Linked DNA regions of Ovis aries: region 1 is linked to region 2. A link is a contact called in public Hi-C data. All regions are on one chromosome and are shown on one strand. The core of a region is the stretch at or near the end of the contact, and the rest is flanking DNA. Distances in the headings are between cores, read along the strand shown.

Evidence for each region. A called contact is a pair of places that touch in the nucleus more often than the background predicts.
Region 1: a Hi-C map of liver shows a contact between it and region 2, with 3 times the contacts expected there. The contact joins the enhancer-like site here to the promoter of ZNF608 in region 2. A contact is called at or near these places in 3 of 16 Hi-C or Micro-C datasets (hypothalamus and liver).

The regions. Positions count from the first base shown.
Region 1 is chr5:26,751,358-26,755,632 of ARS-UI_Ramb_v3.0, forward strand. All of the region lies in intron 1 of ZNF608 (zinc finger protein 608), which reads left to right. Among named protein-coding and RNA genes, the nearest start is that of ZNF608, 42 kb to the left of the region's middle. Within about 2 kb of position 2,529, at least 7 of the 54 cell types and tissues checked have an H3K27ac peak or open chromatin away from gene starts, as enhancers often do. A contact at or near this core is called in liver, where this site is marked.
Region 2 is chr5:26,708,826-26,713,279 of ARS-UI_Ramb_v3.0, forward strand. It overlaps ZNF608 (zinc finger protein 608), which reads left to right and starts at 2,180. Exons shown (of 9, transcript XM_027969981.3): 1 at 2,180-2,468. The coding sequence starts at 2,427.

The DNA of each region.
Region 1 (4,275 bases), core at 1,279-3,778, 43 kb after region 2:
TATGAACAAGATAGGAAAACACCGGTCATTTACTACTATTTAAAGCATGCTTAGGTTGCTGAGTAGTGTCACTGACAGTTTTAAAACAGATGAAGAATCTGTGGCTCAGGAATAAGACAGGAATGGTTCCCCTCCCTTCCCCCACAAAGAACATAGATGAGGCTGAGTGTGTAACAACTGCTGTGGTTGGTGGAAAGTACCCAAGGCTGAGTCCCTATGTCCCCTCTACCTCCACCAGCTTCATTTTCCCATGGAACCTGACACAGCTGGGGGAGGGCCTTCTAGGGGAGATTTTGGTTTGGCTTCAAGACAACCAGAAAGCTTTAGACACCAAGTCCAGGGTAGTTTAATTATACTCTGTCTTTCTATACTCGGTGCCTTCCTTGTCTTTTGCTTTGAAAAATTATCACAGCTAGAGCATGAAGTTAAAAATCGTCACTTGTTTAAAATATAGTTTACACTTGTGGCTGGCCTGTCTGTGCTTCTGCGTGTTAGAAGCCTGTCACCTTTCTGCACATGGAGTTGCTTCTTGAATAATACACTGAACAGTCAGCCACCTTCCCTTGATTACCACCCCCACGCAGTGTCCCAGAGAGCCTGGGGGGGCATTCTGTGACTTTAGCAGGGCTGGAGTCCTGGTTGGGAATGGAAGCATCCATCTTGACCCCACTGGCCTTGGAACTGAAGCCCTGGTCTATCCCAAGGCTGAGCCCTACCTATTCAGCGGCTAAGCCTTTAAAAGCGTGCGAGCAGCTAGAACTGTGGCTTTTTATTTGGTCTCTGGTCTTTATGCCTAGGAAAGAGAAACTGAAAATAATAGTGTGATTCCCAGTCATTGTATATAGCTGTTGCTTTTGGAGTCAGATGATTTAAAACAGTATCAACAGCAAAACAATACCTGAGCTATGGTTTCTGTGAGGTTTTGTAGTTGAGGTTTCTGAAGGAATTGCGGTATTTGCTTGGGCACACCAAGATGCACCATCCTGATCTACGAGTTGAGAAAATAATCAGATGCGTGGCTTCTAACATGCAGAAAAGGGTCAGAAATTACCTGGGGAGGTAGGTTTCTTTCTACCTCGTGTTCTCTTTTACATTGAGAAGAGTTTCTTTTGCTGTTTGATCAATGTGGGTTCAAATTCTGGCTCAGCCACTGACCCTAAGTGACCTTTTCAGCTTAAGTTCCTTATTCCTCATCTGTTAAGTACGTTCAGTTACAACCTGGTGAAGACTGAATGAGAGCATGCACAGTATCATCCCTCCTGTGTAATAAGTGTTAAACAGTAGTGACTGATAGTGTTACTAGTTTTACAAGAAAGCCCACAGACTTTGAAGTCAGAGAGGTTTGGCGTGGAATTTCAGCTCTCTGGGTAAGTAGCTCATTCGCTGAGGTCTTCAGTTTCTGTTTCTATAAAATGGGGATGTTATGACTGTCAGAGAATATAGAAAACATCTGGGGCCTGGTGTACAGTAGGCCCTTAGAAGGAGTTTGCCCCTGTTGTTTGGCAGCAAGCTGTAATGCGTACTTTGCCCTGATCACGGTTTCTAGAAGGAAAAGCCTGCGCTACATGTAGGAAAGACAGAATTAGGAAGACTGAAATGCAGTTGTTCCAATTTTGTCCGACAAGGATGAAAATTCACCCTTGACGAATCATTTTGGGGAAAAGATCGGTGCTTAAGGAAACCATTTTTTAAGCTTCCCTTGCTTTACTAATGAAGCAACGATGTCTGGCAGAAAGGATAGTTAAAATGCAAAGTGATGGACTGCGCCAGTGGTCACCTTTAAAGAGCTGTGATTTCCCTTACATGGAGTGCCGTCTCTGTCTAATGCTTTTTAAATTAAAGAGGTGACTGTGGGCAATCTCATAAAACAGCCAAATACCAGGATATGGAGAAAACGTGAGCATTAAGCATTCGTGCCCTGGTGTGCTCACAGAATGTAAAAATATTGACTCTGAACAAAATAAAACACCATTCCCTCTCTGGTTGTTGGCGACCTGAGAATCCCAGGATTGAGGGGTTAAGAGCAAGATGAGCATGGAGATTTGTAGCAACAGATGGAAGAAACCCAGGCAAGTTCCCCAGTAAGGTTCAGAACTGCCCCGGGGTACAGGAAGGAATCTTTCCTTGAGGCTTGCCTGTTTCCTGGTGGTGAGCTTCCCATCTTCCTGGCAGTGCTAGCCGTCCCCGCAGTAACGCCAACCTGACTGTCCCTTTGTCAGGTGAGCCCTGCCCAGCCGACCTTTCCTCACTTGTTGTCAGTTTCCAGGTCCTGGAAACCATCACCAGGGGCCACAGTCCGTGCCCGATGGTGCAAAGCTGCTGCCTGCCGCGCTCCAGCATTGGAGCCTTCCTTGCTCATCAGCACTCAGGAAGCTCTTGAAATAAGGTGAACAGAGAAAATACTGCCAGGACCTCTCTCTGCAGACTATTTTTGTCCCCTGGTCGTCTGATTACTCACCCTGTGTGCCGCTATCTGTGTAAATAACCTTTCCTTCCCCGCCTCTCTCTCCGACTCCCATGCTCTTAGGCTCTCTCTCGAGTAATAAATAGCCAGGCTACCGCTCAGTGTGCACCAACACCTGGGAATAATCATGCAGAAATAACAGTGAGAGACTGCCGCGCGTCTGTTCTTGACATTAACTTTCCTCAGTTTGACAGGCTGCCACCACCAGCTGTTAGACTTATGGGTCTTTTTTTTCTTCCACTGGAGATGGCTGCTTTCCTCTTTCAGGCTCTAGTAGATTACATCAGTGTCCCGTCAGGATAATAGAAAAGAGCTTTGACAAAGGAACCTTCGCTAAAACCGGCCAGTTCTCCCTCTTGCTGTTTTATTCCAGTTACTGGTATCATTTGACTAATAATTCCCCACTGATTTTTAAATGGAAGATGGTAGGAATACTCTTTTAGGGAATGTCCCTCCCGAAAGGTGCTTATAACTGCTACTCTTTGTAGCAAATCCTAGCATTTGGCTTTTAAAGGGCTAAGCCACCTAGCATTTTCTTTTTCAGTTCAGGTCTCAGGTATGTTTGTGATAATAAGAATCATATTGGCGATGGCAGGAGCATTTATTTATTGAGGGCTCTTCCGTACCACGTGCCCTGGGCTAACGTCGTTTTGCGTGATCTTGGGTGGTGGTAGTCACCTTAGTAGTCAGGTCTTGTTTCTGTTTTACAGATGAAGCTGCTTAGTCCCAGAAAGATCAGGCAGCTTGCCCAGGCTTCTGTTGCTAAAGGTTGACATGGACTCCAGCTACAGAGGCTGGTCTCTGCCCCGCACTGCCTTCTTCGTGCTGGTTTTCACACTCAGGTCACCCTGGGTAGCCCCTTACGTGAAGTGCTGCAGCGACGCTTGCCCTTTTGCTGTATTTGTGTGGCCATTTGACTATTGCTGCAGTCTTGCCCACTCTTTTGCTAGTGGCACCTGGCACACAGCAGGTATGTTAGTAATTATTTATTGGGTGGACATGCGATCAATTTGAGGTGAATAAAAGGAAACTTTGAGGGGAGCATAGCACAGAAAAAAAGAGGTCCAGCAAGAGATGAGTGGAAGGAGATTCTGCAGAAGTGAAGGACTCATCAGGGCCTGCTGTAAAACGGGGCTGGATTAAGCCAGTGGACGACTGCCAGATGCCAGTGTATGAAAGGAGCAGTATTTCCTCAGGCTGAGCTTCTCAGGGTTAAGCCCTTTTTCTCATACTTTTAAAATACTTTAACCGCACTTAACCATGCATTTGGAGAGGATTATAGATTTATGTTAAACATAGTAGGATATAAAAAGGAGCTTTGTAAGAGTGCATGCAGGGTTAGAGAACTGTAATATCAGACCAGGGACTTTTTTTTTTTTTTCTTTTCCTAAGCCGTTGTTTACTGAGCTAAGTGCTATGCCAAGCTTTCACTGGGCATGAGTTATCTCATTGAGTCTTCACTGCGACCCCGTGCAGATAATCATCATTCTTACTCCCATGTCTTAGATCCAGACACTGAACCTTAGAATAGCCAGGTCATTTGCTCAGAATCCCTCGCAAGCAAGTACTTCCAGGGTCAGGATTTGAACCAGGACAACCTGAGGTTTGTCACTACCCAAGTCCAAGTGTACATTGCCTCCTCTCCAGATACTCTTGTAGGAACTGTTGCTGCTCTTAAAGAGCCTCACTGGGTGAAGAAATTGTGTTTCAGTGTAGGAGTGAATGACCTGAGAAATGAGGGGACAGTGGAAGTTGACCTTTTGTATAAGGCAAAAACAACTTTCAAAACCCTGCCTTGTGTGTAGCGTCAC
Region 2 (4,454 bases), core at 930-3,429:
GAGTGATCTGGTCCTTTGAGGAACCACTCTTCTAAAAGAGGAAAAGTTCAAAATCAGTATGTATGCTCTATTAGCAATGGGACACACACAAATTGTAAACCTGTCCATTCAAAAATATACAACAAATATCAAAGTTAAAATAAGGGGTAAGTGGGTATCAGATTATCTCTTTGCCCTGTTTGTCAATGTATAGCTTTGCTTTGAAAGTAAATCTTTTTAGGCAGATCTAAGTACTATTCTAGGACTTCCCTGGTGGCTCAGACGGTAAAGCATCTGTCTACAATGTGGGAGACCAGGGTTCGATCCCTGGGTCGGGAAGATCCCCTGGAGAAGGAAATGGCAACCCACTCCAGTTACTATTGCCTGGAAATATCCCAGGGACAGAGGAGCTTGGTAGGCTACACTCCATGGGGTTGCAAACAGTCGGACACGACTGAGCAACTTCACTTTCACTTTCAAGGACTATTATAGATTCATTCCTCTGGTTTATGTACCTCAGCAAGGGATGGAAACTGCTGTTTATTACTATTTGCAGCTTTGAATAAAGTTCATCTTGGGTAGTGAAACGACTAATTGGCAATAAAAAAAAGAACTAAAGATATTGAAAGTTCAAACACGAGTCACAGACGTTACCTAAAACATGTGACATATTTTTATTGATCCACAAGGTCATCACTGAATATTTACATCATAAGCAATCTTCTGCTAGCTCTAATTCACATTATATGTCCAGTTTGACTCAGTTAAGACACATTCTTAAATTTTAACTGTCATGCAGAAATTACAATCCTAGTAGTGCTGGATCTTTAAAACTTAGGATCATGACGCTTTCAATTAAATTTGAAAAGTCACCCTTGACTTTAAAATTTCCATATTACAGCTCCTAAAAGTGACAGAAAATAACAATGAAAAATTAAAACTAAAAGTGCTTTAAAAGCTTGATATATATAAATACATTCGCTTAAGTATATTCAGCGTTATATACAATACTGAACTTGTTATTTCATATTAACCTCTTTTGTCCTGTGACCGCAGAGTTCCATTAACTTGGTTGTTGGCATTTGTCCTACAATACATTCTAAAATATTTTCGTATTCTCAGTGAATCGCATGGTGTTGCCTTCTGAGGACTTTGACACTGGCTCTCCCCAAGAGGGGGTTAAATATTTGGAGTAAGGGGAACTTTGACAATCCCTCGGCTCAAAAATGGCACAGGGACTGTTTAAAGGGGTTAATCTTCCTAGTATATTTATCTCCCACAAATCGATTTTTAAAAAAATGAGGCTGGCCCGAGGTGTTAATATGGTTGGCTGGGACCTTATTTATTTTTAATTTTTTTGGAGCTGCCTAGGACCAGGTGGGAAAGCTTTGTTACTATTCCAGGGAAGAACCATTCACGTAGTGGTGGTTAAATGGTTGCTAGTGTTCACACTTCATTGCTTGTGGACCAGAAGCCTGGGAACAAAAGGGTTACTTGTTTCCCCACCACTGTGTCTTCACCTCCAGATCGATTTTTCTTATTTAATCAGCGAGTAAAATGAGAGACACAGGGAAAGAAAAAAAAAAAAAAAATTGGAAGAAGGGCAAAGTGGTGGGGGAGGGTTGAAAGCCAGAAGCTGCAATACAGAAAATCAGTCTTGGGAGTTCGCGCTGCCGAGTCCTCGCAACACGGAAGGAAAGCCAGCAAAACGCTCGCAGTCATTTCCACACAGCCAGCCTCCCTTTTCTCCTCGCTAGGCGCTAGTGGCTCATTTGGCTTCCCTGTGCCACCGAGCGATCACATACATTATTTCCCCCAAGATAACACAATCAAACTTGTATTTACCGACATCCTCTCCTCGCAGCCTGTTTGAGATTTAATAAATAAGTGTTTTATGTGAATGATGTAGTAATTGAAACGGGCGTACCATTTTTTTTTTCTTCTTCATCTTACTGCAGGAGGTTTCTCAACCCCAATCTGGTTGGAAAATAAAACGCTTTGTCTCCACAACCACCCCCCACCGCACCCCCACCCGTTCTCTGTGTGTGTTTTATACGTGTGTATATCTCAACCCCCTACAGTAGCCAAGAGAAAGCAGCTAACCAATGAGAGAGCCTAGTTTCATAAAAGCTGCTCTCTGATTGGCCCGATGAGAAAGGGCAATGGGAACAAAGAAAAGTCCCTTTCAGGTATAGAGGCTGAGAGCTCCTTTTGCTCCACTCCCCCTGTGTGTGTGTGTTTCAGTCCTGATTTCAGTGTTGCAGAACAAGCTTGTGTGTGTGCACCAGGGGGATTTTTCTTTTCCTTTTTTTTTCTTTTAATTTTTGCTTTTATAAAAAAAATACACAGGACAGTCTGTGACATTTGATGGTCCATCTTCTTTAATAATAAATTTGTTGAAGAGATTATAATTTCCAAAATAAAGCGGCTGCAACCAAACACATTCAATGCAGTTAGAAGGAAAAGGTCAACTCGATCCAATACAGACCGTAAGTACGGTTGCGTGGTGTGTCTCTCTATAGCACTTAGCGGGGACTTCATGCAGGGGAATGTGCGAGTTTTATGCATTGAAATGAGGAACTAGTTACAGGGTTTGGCTTTTGCATTGAGAACAACAACCCAAGAAGGGTGAATTTTTATTCAGTGGAGGGTGAAGCATTTGTAACTTCTTCACACAAATTAAGCTTGACTGGGCACTCGGGGTAACTTAAGAGTAAATTACCTTTGGGGCTCTCACCCAAGGAGAATAAAGTGACACAGTTACAAATCCTGATCTGCAGTGTCCATTCTCTAGCGCACCTCACCTCTCCCTCTCCTGTCCTAGCAGGGCAGGACCCTCCTCAAAACCGAGCCAGGAAAATGGGAGCAAGGGCAGAATAAGCCGATTTCTGTCTCTTGTCACATCCAGTGCCCAATAATTTAATATTAAACAAGGGAATAGTCACCCACTACATGTAATGGTTATAATTACCATTTTCCACCTCCTTAAAAAAGCAAGCTGCGAAAACACCATTAAGGGGGAAAAAATGCCCCACCCAACCCAAACAAACCCACAAATAGTAACAATGGTGTGTTTATTACAGGACCTGGCTTGGAGCTAGTAAAATGTTTTTCTTTGTTTAAGACATGAGGGGGGGTTCCCTAAAATCCAAGTAGTGTGGAGGTGCCCTATCCCCTCGACTAGTCTTCTCCATCCCTGGCCACTTGGCAAAGCCGACAAATTGGAGATAAGTTGAGGAAAGGTTTATAAGGTGTTTCTTTAAAACATCTGCTTTGCTCTTGTGCTCATTACATTTCACTCCTTCCGAACTTCCGAGAGCCTAGATCTGCGAGAAATGTTTCACATTCATAACTTGTAGCTGCTCCCACTGCAAGGGCGGGGGTGGGGTGGGGGGGAGGCGGCGAGGCGAGGGGAGAAGAGTGTGTGCAGGGGGAGGGGAGAGACCTTCAGGTTTTTTTTTAAAGACCAGATCAGTATTTTCTTGATACGCTTGTCACCATTTTTGTTCTCACGACAACCAATTGAGCCCTTGATCCTCACGTGATGTGAAAGGCTTGCACTGTAACAAAATCGCTCCTTTTAGATGGTTGGTTGTTGCTAACTCGCCCATCCCCCTCTCCCAGCCCCGACATTTCCAGCAAAGCGACTCTCCACTTCCAATCCATCAACAATTCATTACTGCTTTTAGCTTCCAAACGCCAGCTAATTAAAAATACTAAGCCAAGCTCCGGGGCCATCTGACTAAACACAGGAGGTGGTGGGTGAGGGAGGAGGAGGAGAGAAAAATAAAAAGGAGGCGCACCGTTTGCTGCGACTATAAATGGGAAAAACTGTCCTGAAAAAGGTCGCCTTAAAAAAAATTTTTTTTTTTTACTCTAATTATCGAATTACCACATGACTGATTGGCTTGAGCGACAGCGGATTTTTCCCCCCCCCCTCGGGGACTATACTAGGAACTCGGTTCCTTTTTCTTAAAACAACATAAAACAGGAAAACATCACATCCTTTCAGGTTTCGAAGACTGAACCAATTTTAAACGCCGTTATTTTCCCCACCCCGCCGCCCGCCGCCCCGAGCGAATGCTGTTCTAACTGGTTTATCAGCTCACTGAATCATCTGCTCCCCTCCCCCTCCACACCTTTCTTTTTCTCCTCTGGTTCAGCTTCTCATCCCACCCTTTCCTCCTCCTCTTCCTCCTTCCCCTCGGTCCCTCTCTCTCCCCCACCCCTTTCCCCCCTCCTTTCCTCTTAAGTTAGTTCAAGAAATCAAATCTGTCAGGACGGGCGGAAAAATGCCACTTCCCGACTAACAGGCGGAATCCAGCCCAGATTTTCAGTCCTTTCTCCTTATTCTTTCTTCCCTTTCACTAATTTATCCCGATGTTAGCACATTCTGTCTTGTTACTAGCGGACGCCTGTAGGTTTGCTACATGGGATCATTACTTACTGATCACGGTGACTCTGAAGTCTGGAAC